2 separate regions of the Mus musculus genome follow, and region 2 is linked to region 1. A link is a contact called in public HiChIP or PLAC-seq data. All regions are on one chromosome and are shown on one strand. The core of a region is the stretch at or near the end of the contact, and the rest is flanking DNA. Distances in the headings are between cores, read along the strand shown. Region 1 overlaps 6430710C18Rik (RIKEN cDNA 6430710C18 gene). Region 2 has its middle 11 kb from the start of Gm39849.

The links. HiChIP or PLAC-seq counts read pairs in DNA pulled down with a chosen protein or histone mark.
Region 2: a contact with region 1 is called in an H3K27ac HiChIP or PLAC-seq map of hepatocytes, with 3 times the contacts expected there. The contact joins two enhancer-like sites. A contact is called at or near these places in 1 of 39 promoter capture datasets (liver), 6 of 484 Hi-C or Micro-C datasets (liver and nephron progenitors) and 6 of 115 datasets of contacts at active chromatin or transcription factors (embryonic stem cells, hepatocytes, intestinal villus epithelium and 2 more).

The regions. Positions count from the first base shown.
Region 1 is chr2:72,751,280-72,756,522 of GRCm38.p6, forward strand. All of the region lies in intron 4 of 6430710C18Rik (RIKEN cDNA 6430710C18 gene), which reads right to left. Among named protein-coding and RNA genes, the nearest start is that of Gm46747, 9.3 kb to the right of the region's middle. Within about 2 kb of position 1,497, at least 47 of the 459 cell types and tissues checked have an H3K27ac peak or open chromatin away from gene starts, as enhancers often do. A contact at or near this core is called in hepatocytes, where this site is marked.
Region 2 is chr2:72,870,254-72,875,357 of GRCm38.p6, forward strand. No RefSeq gene overlaps it. Among named protein-coding and RNA genes, the nearest start is that of Gm39849, 11 kb to the left of the region's middle. Within about 2 kb of position 1,773, at least 34 of the 459 cell types and tissues checked have an H3K27ac peak or open chromatin away from gene starts, as enhancers often do. A contact at or near this core is called in hepatocytes, where this site is marked.

The sequences.
Region 1 (5,243 bases), core at 247-2,746:
TCCTAGAATGATAGCTAACGTACAGCAGGTGCTCAAAAAATATTTTTGATGAGTGAGTGAGGGCACCTAAGAGAGCCATTCACGGGTCACAGCTGTGACCTCTGGCTTCACCCGCCACCCGAGCATTCTGTACAGTATTAAGACACAGAAGCCCCTCCTTGTTCTTCCAATGGTGGGGAAGGTTTATTCTCCAGTCTTTGTCACTTTGTCTAAAAAAACAAAATGATTCCTGTGTCCTCTGCCTGTGTTATCCATTCCCTGAGGTTCAAAGGATGGCATCTTCCCAGTCCCCTCCCCTCTGACCTAACTTAACACAACCAAAATCCTGGTAATATTAGGCAACAGCTAAGGGTGTCTCCCATTGATCCTCAGTAAATCGCCAACAGAGTCCTATGAGATCAGTTCTATTTTTAACTACATTTGGCAGAGGAGGAAATGAAGGCACAGACACACAAAAGACTAGTCTGAACTCACAGAGCCAGAATGTAAGGTAAAATGAGCCTTGTTCACACCAACTCTGACCATCCCACCCCACCCCACCCCACCCCACCCCACCCCACCCCACCCCACCAGTCAGTAGCAATCATGGAAGAAGAAAAGGCAATGCCAGCTTGCTGCGTGGTGAGTATTAGGCTCTGTTCTAAGCACTTAATAGCTAACATCTTTTGGGACTCATACAATACCCAGGATTTGGTTTTATAGGGATTTTGTTGTTTGAGACAGTTTCATGGTGAAGCTCAGGCTGGCCTCAAACTCAAAATCCACCCCCCCCGCCCCCCCCATCCCCCAGGTTCCTGAGTACTAACTAGGACTGTAGGTATATGTCACCACGTGTCAGATTATACTCTTTTTGATAGAGGTGAAGGATCTGCTGTAGAAAAATGTTAAGTATTGTACAAGCTCACAAAGTTCTTGAGTGGTGAAGTCAGCCTCCAAACGAACCTTCTGCCTCTGGATCCCAGACCCCACTATCTCTGTGAGAAGTAGCCTTTGCCTGTGGAGGGCTGGGCACCCAGAGAGAGCGTATGGGGTGCATTGAGAATGCCTGAACACCCCTGATTCCAGTTTGTAGTTATGGTTTTGACTCCATCTGGGACACTATGCTATATCAGCTCAGTATTTTACTCCACATTAACAGAGATTATAGTCTTTAAGGGCCTTTGAGTCTCTACAACCACTAAGATAGCTATCTTTTCTGCCTTTTAAAAAGAAAGGATTCAGACCAGAGCAGAGAGTCTGGTTCAAACTCACGGAGAATCAAAAGAGAGGACCTGTTTCCATCCTTGCCGTCACTCTGCCCTGACTCCACAAAACTCCTGCCAAGATTGCTCAGCGGGGAAAGCAGTGGATTTCCAGTCTAAACTCATGGGCCTTTGCCGTTCTCAAGGAGAGAGATCTACTTCCTGTTCACATCCCTGTACTCAGGAAGAGGCCACAGCCCATTTCCCTGGGGTTTCTGAGAAGACAATACATAGTGTAGGCAGCACCTGGTCCAGTAAGCCCAGCTGACAGGTTCCAGCCAAAGCTTACTCCTTGCAGTCAGACCTGTTTGAAGTTTACTGCAGGGTCATGGATAAGATAAGGAGTTTTAAAATAAATGCGATGAAAGGTAGGGATCAAAGGTCACACCTGTCACCTGCTAAGAAGGCGATTGTCAACAAAGTCTGTGAAGACAGACACAGATAAACTTCCTGGCAAACATCCCAGAAAGCAAAAGGCCCCTTGCCAACAATTTCTCATGAAATCTCAATTCCTGGAATCACCAACACTATCAAATTACTTCTGTGTGGTAAAATGTAGTGAGCCTTTATGAGAAGGAATAGCAAGCCCTGGCTGCTGCAGATATGCCAACGAAAGCAGGGACATCTTGATAAGACTGTTTGGGGTATATAACACACACACTGCGATTAATGGATGGAGAGATGCTCTAATTTAAACGCTTTTCAATATAAAACATGGTACAACGAAACACCATGATCAAAAAACAAATTAGAGAGGAGAGGGCTTATTTGGCTCACATTTCCACATTGTAGTCTATCAATGAAGGAAGCCAGGACAGGAACTCAAGCAAGAGGCAAGAGCTGAAGCAAAAGCCATAGATGGGTGCTGCTTACTGACTTGCTCTGCCTGGCTTGCTCAGCTTGCTTTCTTATAGAATCCAGGACTAAAAGCCCAAAGGTGGCACCACCCACAATGGGCTGGGCCTTCCCCTACCAATCACTAATTTAGAAAATGCTCTACAGTCTGACCCACAGCCTGACCTTATGGAGACATTTTCTCAATCGAGGTTCCCTCCTTTCAGATGTCTCTATACAGTTTCAAACTGATGTAAAACTGGCCGGGACAGATGCAGTGTGCCTATTGCTAAAGAATTTGTTACTTTGTGAACCTGTGGAGCTCAGTCAAGGTTCAAGGGGTGCTCATTTTCATGCTTAGCACCCCACCTTTGCCGCCATGTCTCTCCTTTAAGTGCATATGCTAGGAACAGCTAGTTGATGTGGTATTTTTATTGTCATTATTTTGTAATTGAAAAATAAATAATTCTGAACATAATGGTGATAGAATAGATTTTTTTTCCCCTTCAAAACTCTTCAGAATAAACAAGCCACACCACACGGGTAGCTATGCATGGCCCTTTCTCCTAGTATTGCACAGACGTAGCCTTCTTGAGAAGGCTTCTTATCATACTGGACTCTGGTCCAAAGGATGAGGCCTTATGTTTTTTATCACTTCACTTATTTGGGAAGGGTGTGCTTAGGTGACACAGAGAAAGTACAGAGGTCAGAGGACTGCTTGCTGCAGCGGGTTCTCTCCCTCCACCTTGTCAGCCCCAGCGACAGAACTCAGGTCATCAGACTTGGCAGCAAGTGTCTGTACCTGCTGAGCCATCTCACTAGCCCTACCTATGCCCTACTTTCAATGACATCATAGCTATTAGTGTTGAAGCAACTTCAAAGACAAGCGCTTAAAAATCAGATGAGCTGGGAAGACTTAAACGTTTATTCTGTCTCTGTTACATGAGCTGTATTTCAAAGCAACCCATTGACAACGGATGAGGGGAAACTTGTCTGTAAGGTTCCAGATAATAAAAATAAAGGGAAGAGCAAGTCGTAAAAATGCCGCGTCGTCACCCTCGTGTGATAGCTGCTAAGGCAGTGAGCATCCACGGGAGCTGAGACAGGAACAGATAAAGAAGAGGTGTTCTCGGTACTCTCTCTAGTCCTGAGAGTGAAATCAGTGTCCTACTGGAAGGATCATCTCCAGCTGGACTCATTGATAAGCCTTGGCATCACTAAACTCGGATAAAGCCTACATTTCCTACTTCCTGGTATGATAGAACATGAAGAAAAGTCAAATGTCGCACCTCCATAAGTTAAAGCCTTCATAATTAAAACATAAGAGATCCCATATTGAACACCAGCTAAAACCAGAACCTGGAGCATCGAAAGAATAAGACTCTTTTGGGAGAAGCCTGCCTGTCACCACACTAAGCATATCAGGCAGGGGAAGAGACCTAGAGGCCTGCCAGCTGCATAGCCAGCCTTCAATGGAAGCCATCACAGGCCCAAAAGAGTGGCGGAAAGACAGGAAGGAGAAAAGAGCAGAACAGTTTGAGCATTGTAAAGAGAGGCAGGACTGGAGACACGAGGCTGGAGAGGAACAGTCCTCCTGCCCTGCCACCTGAGGTCATGGTGAAGTCCCAGCCTGTGCTGCCATTGAGGGCCATGTCTGGGTTCATGGCCCTGCAGTAGCAGGGGTCTGTGTCAATATCCATGGCCCATATTACCACTAAAGACTGTGTGGAAGTCTCTGGGCCCGACTGCTGCCTGGGCCATGTTGAGGCCCAAGGGCTGTGCAGTGTTGGCCCCTTCCCTCACTGTCTGCAGCACTTTCCCAAGTGAGAGTGGGCTCTGCACTCCACCTGGGCAGCACAGTAGAGCTGGCCCTGGTGGCATGGGTTTGGGTGAGCCTCCCTGAATGCATGAGATTGAGCATGCTAACCCTGAACCTTGGAGGCTGCAGCATTTGGTGAGCTGGCCAGGGCAATGCTGGAGAGCTTGCTCTGGTGGTGAGGTTACAGTAGAGCTGTCTGGCTGACCAACTCAGCTACCACCGAAGCCCAGATCCAGGGCTTTGAGTTGGTCCACTGCAGCATCTGCCTTATCTATAAATTGCTGGAGGATATAAAAGGGCTAGTCCCTCAGATCCAAAGCTGCAGGATCTCCAAGACACGGGGCAACAACAGGATATCAGAAAGGAGTCCCAGTGAGGGTGCAGTATCAATAATGTAGCAGAAGCCAGAGGCCTCACACCAGACCAATGACTCATTGAAATAAACATTTGCAAGATGTGTGAACAAAAGGGTAATGGTGGGTCACACTATGACACACTATAGTTTCCAGGACAAGATATTTTTCATGTTTTGTTTATTTTTGTTTTTTATTTTCCCTTGAGAAGGAGGTTACAAGGATAAGGGCTGATACATGAGTGGGATTGGGATCCTTGATGTACAACTCACAAAGAATCAATAAAAAAAAAAAAAAAAGAAAGAAAAAGTCTCTTGAGATGAACAGCATGAATCAAAGGGGACTGGATGAGAACTGTTTTAGGGTGTGTGTGTGTGTGTTTGTGTGTGTGTGTGTGTCCATACATGCGGATGCTAGAGGGTAACCTCAGATATTGTTTCTCAGGAGCCATCCACCTCACTTGTTTCACAGGCCTGAAGCTCTCCGGTTAGGATGAGCTGGATGGTCGGCCAGCACCAGGGATGCCCCTGTCTCTAACCACGGCCTGCATGACAGATGTGTTCCACTGTGCTTGACTACTTGACATGAGTCCTGGGGGCTGAACTCAGGTCCCCATGCTTGTGAGGCAAGCCCTTTACCAACTCAGCTATCTCCCCATCCTTCCAGTCACTTTGGATTTGAAGATGCCAGGTGTGCAAACAGGTGACACATGAACCTCTTTGGGATTTCAGGGTGAACAAACAACCAAAACAACTGGGAGGGCAACTTGGAATGTTTAATGTGGACAGGGCATTTTAAACAAAGCTAAGGAACTGTTTTCAGGGTATGTTACAGTTTGATTATGAAATAACACTTAGAGGTCCCCAGGTAGGAATCTAAATGAGGTAGGGCCTAGTTGCATGCAGTGGGTCATTATAGGTGGGGCCTAGCTGCAGGAAGTGGATAATTGGAGACTATATTTTTGGGAACTGTGCCTTATTCTTGATATCTCTCCTA
Region 2 (5,104 bases), core at 523-3,022, 120 kb after region 1:
GCTTCATAATTACTGAGGGGAAACGCATTTCAAAACCAGAGGTGTGGAACTAAGGCTTCCTTTTGCACAGAGGCCCTACAAGACATACTAAATCATTGCCAACCACGCCCCTCTCATAAATTATCGCTCTCATAATATTACTCCAACTTTAGAATCCACCTATCTCTATCTTGTGCATCCCAAACCACAGATAAGCCAACTTTTTACATGAAAATACTTTCTCTCACAGAAATCCTTTTGTTTACATTTTGGTATTGTATGTATGAATGACTTGCTCAAATAGATTTCTGTTTTACACGCATCCTGTAACTAAGGTTTGGACAGTGTGACCCAACATGTGGGTGCTGGAGTCAAACCCAGGTCTTCTACAAGAACAAGCCCCCTTAACCCTTGAGCCGCCTCTCTAGCACGTGGAAGACTTTCTGATTTTTTAAACGATGCCATCTGCGCAGTTGCAGAACGGTATCTCCATTCCAGATTTTGAAGACTCGGTTCACCCTGCAACTTGAATCTGTATGCTTCCTTCCCAAAACAATTATTTCATTTCTTATCCCAACTAAAAGATAAACAGTCTAAAAATCCCATGTGTAAGGTAGCTAACTTTACACCCCACTGAAATAGAAATGCCTAACGCTGTATGTCATGGCTCTCTTGTGAAATTCCAGCGCTCTGGGAGGTAAAAGAAGAAGGATCCAGAGTTCAAGGCCAGCCTGCGCTACATGAGACCATGCCTAAAGAAGAAAAGGGACTAATATTATCCTTGTAGCAGTAACTTTTAGATTCTCACTCTATCCTTTTGTACTGACCATGAGTGGAATATGTAAAGGAAGAATGTTGTATTCTCCAGTCATTTCTTCAATATATCAGAACTTTAATTGGGGGGAGGGTATTTTGTTGTTTTGCTCTGCTCTGCTCTGCTCTGCTCTGCTCTGCTCTGCTCTGCTCTGCTCTGCTCTGCTGTTTGTTTCAGACAGTTTCTCTGTGCAGCCCCGGCTGTCCTGGAATTTGCTTTGGTAGACCAAGCTGGTCTCGAACTCAGGGTTCTGCCTTTTTCTGCTAAGATTTAAAGGCATGTGTCATCACACCCAGCGAGAACATTAATCTTAAAAAGAATTTCCCTGTGTTTTACCATTTCATTGTAATGAGATCTCCTAGGCCATTGCTAGTCTTTTCTGGCTTTTTGTTTTGAGTCTTTGGGTTATACATATGTGTATGTATTTATGTATATGCTTATCACCAACGCCTATGCTTCAGCTCAATGGCACATAAACCAGAAAGTATTCATAGATCATCTCTGAGCTTACCAAATCAAGATAAAGCACAGCGGTCTGATTGACAGCTCCAGCTTCAGTCTTCGCCTGGCATTAGCATTCTTACAGTCAGAACTAAGTCTGTTCTTTTTAAAAAGTGCACTGTGGTTCCATGATAAGTCACACTGCACATGGTTTAGAAATGAGCGCACAGGCCCATCTGTATGGTACAAGGAACTCACTTAAATGGAAGCAGAACTCCTATATAAGAGCAATTCTTAATTTTCACCCACAATTGCAGGAGCTTGGCATGTAAATGAAGTGCTCCCTGAGCAGGCATTACATGGGCGTTTTTCAGGAATGATGGCCACAGTCTATCATTTCAATGGTCCCAGTCCAAAGGATCTTGGAGTCACTGACACAGCAGACTGTGACAGCTTCATAGGCCCTGTTTTGGGCTACTGGGTTCATGCCCAGTAGAAGGGAAAGAGGGAAAGTGACCCGATGAGTCACTAGTGGCTGTGGCCCAAGCCCTTCGCCCCAGCTGGCAGAGTAGAGGCTTTTCCACATTGGGTTCACCCACTGGACCCACACAACGGAGGGTTTTATGTGGTTTGGCTTTAAGAGGCTAAAATTCAGCCAGTGGGGAAAGAAGCCAACCAGTTAGCATGACGTTCAAGTCTAAAGCCTGGGCAAGGTTCTGGGGTGCTCACAAAATAGACAGCCACCACCCTGGAATACCGTGGGGTAACAATTTCTTGAGAATTATTGCTCCAGGTTTTGCCTCATATTTGAAGGGTAGAATGGCTGCTTAGTGGTTCACCTTTTTCCCCGTAGGGATCAGGAGAAAAAGCATCCTATTTTGTACCAACCCAGCACTAATACCTATATATCCCCTCCCCTCAAAAGAGTCCTCATGGAGTGGCCTAGTGTCAGTAATACTTTGGTCATGGAGGAAAACAGGAGCAATGCTGTTATTGCAGAGACAGCTTGCCTGCCATCAAGTATCTGCTACCAAACCTGGATGTGATTGGTGCTTGACATGATGTCATACAAGCCAAGCTTGGCATGATGTCATATGGGCCAACCTTGGGCATTTCTTAGCTATGGAGGTCAGACCTGTACCATCCATCCTTAAGCCTTCATCCTCTCTGGGAGGTTGCACCTGCCAGAGGTGGGGGGTGACTCTTATAACACTGAGCAAAATTCATCACAGAATTATTTAGGAGAAATTTGGCCATAATTTGGCCTGACTAATGTCATTCCTTCCTGATACCATTCAGCCATGGAAATTTTCACTCCCCAGCTATATTGTTGAAAGGATGTGTTTTAAATATAATGACAAAATATCTACATATTGACATCAAATGATGTATTCCCATGAAATAAGCATATGCATAAACATAAGCACATAAGTGCCATGATTAAAAGTGTATATATTTATAGTCCAAGTAGCTATCTCGTAAATCTTGATTTTTGTCATTTTTTGGTAATATTTACTTTTAAATATGTGAGTATCAATAATGTAGCTTAACCTTTTCTTCATATTTGGAGATGACCTTAGACATGTAAGTAACATAGTGATGCTCTTGGGCCTGTTAATACACAGAATTACATTTTGCTGTTACACTGAAAGATCAGTTTAGGGGAACTTATTTTTCCTGCATCCTTGCTTGCCTGGCCTTCACCATAAAGGAAAGATGACCACTGTCCCTGCATTCATACAGGATTCTCCAGAGGAGCAGAACCAATAGACTCCACCCTAAGATGGGACTTACCAGGTTGGCCACATGATGAGAAGCTGAGGATGTCCCACAATAGCTGTCTGTAGGCTGGAGAAGAGCCAGAAAAACTAGTGACTGCTCAGTGGAAGAAGCCAGAAATCCCAAACAAGAGGAGGCAAAAATGTATAAGCCCCGCTGGAGGCAGAAGGCATGGAAGACCCTGGTGAGCCACCCGCACAGCCTTATTCAGAGGTTGAAGAACTTGGTTGTTATGTCTGTGCATTAACAGCAGACCTGCGCTGGGTCCCTTCTCAGCTGTCATTCTCTCCAGGTCCCCTGATATCTGGATGGTGCGGCCCCATTCAGGGTACATCTTCTGACCTCACTTCACTGCCTACATTCCCATTGTCACATGAAACCCCCTCTCTTATCCATCTCGGGAGATGCTTTACCCACTTTCTGTAGGGCCGTCAGTCCGCTAACATTGACAAACAAAACTAACCTCACAGCCTCTAACCCTCTTTTCCCTCTCCTCCTAATCCCTAATACATCAGTGGAGCATCTGCTTTTAAAACACTTGTTAGAATTAGCCACTCGTTCATTTCTTCATTCTACAAACATTGAATGAGCCCTTGCTATATGCCTGTACCGTGTTGAGGATGGCACAGGGCCCTCTCTTAAGGATGCTACAGCTGGAGAGTGGGTGGATGCTCATTGACCAATGAATCATGCCAAGTAATGCGACCACACATCTGGGGGCCCGGTATAGAGTAGTAAAGAACCCAGCCCTGATCAGAAAGGACAAGGCCTTTCTCGAACAATTAACCTGTAACGAGGGTGCAGGAAACATTTGGAGTAGAGAAGACACGTGCAAAAGCTCTGTGGACGGGAACAGGAAACCCACAACACAGGAAGGGGCTCGTGTGGCTGAGACCCAGGCCCTTGGTCTCTATGCTAAGAGCCATGGAAGACAGCTGAGGGGTGAGTGATTGGCAGGACGAGTGACACTAAACGTGCCTTTCGCAGGTGCTGACTTAGTTACAAAGTGGACAACAATCTGGAGCAGAATAAGGACATCCATCCAATAGGGCTGTGGTGGGGAGTGCAGAAAAGTGTGAGAACAAAGGTCAGCCTAGATCCCGTGCTATCCTCAGGACAGTACTCGGCATATAGTAAAGGTTCTTTGAATATTTGTAGACAGAGGCATGGGGGTGGGGGTGGGGGGGAATGTCACATGACTGAAGTTGAAAGAAACAGCAACAGTGAAACATTCCTGAGCATGCATGCAGCAACCAAAACCTGACTCTGTATCTACCATGGCATGAATCTGGGTGTTTCTGTCGGCACTTACACCCTTTGCATCTTCATAGCAACCTTGGTTCCAAACGCAACCTGAGCACCTCGCACTACACTTGCTGTCTCCACACACTGCGTCAAAAAAATCCCTGACCAAAACGACTCAGCTCAGATCCTGGGTGCCGTGAGCTTCAGCCCACTGAACACACAAAGCCTTCTGCTCTTAGAAAACCACAGTGCTTCAGTCGCAGACAACAACGATCTGTGCCACTTCCCGCCTTCGTTCCACAGCTCGGGTATCTTCCGCACCTTTGTTTTGGATTGTGTTAGACTGTTTAACTTTAAAAGTTGAGATTTGAGTTTTGTATTGCTATAGTGTGTTCTCTCTCTCTCTCTCTCTCTCTCTCTCTCTCTCTCTCTCTCTCTCTGTGTGTGTGTGTGTGCGTGTGCGTGTGCGTGTGCGTGTGCGTGTGCGTGTGTGTGTAAGGATGCCAGACCCCTGCTGGAACTGGAGTTACAGACAGTTGTGAGCTGCCAGGTAGGTGCTGGGACTTGAACCGCAGACAGGTCCTCTGAAATAACAGTGTTCTCAATCTCTAAGCCATCTTTAGATTAACACAGAATTTCCAGCAGTTTCTGAAAGGGCTTTGAGCATACTTTTGCCATTTTGTGCTTTGTATTTGTTTGAAGTGGCCTCCTTAGCATGACAGTTATAAAATCAAAATGTGTGGGGGAAAATGTAGAAGGCACTTGCATGCTACAGTAACAGCCAAGACTTCCTTCTCCACCAAAAAAATAAGCAAGCATGCCATTGCCTTGGTATACAGATTTTCT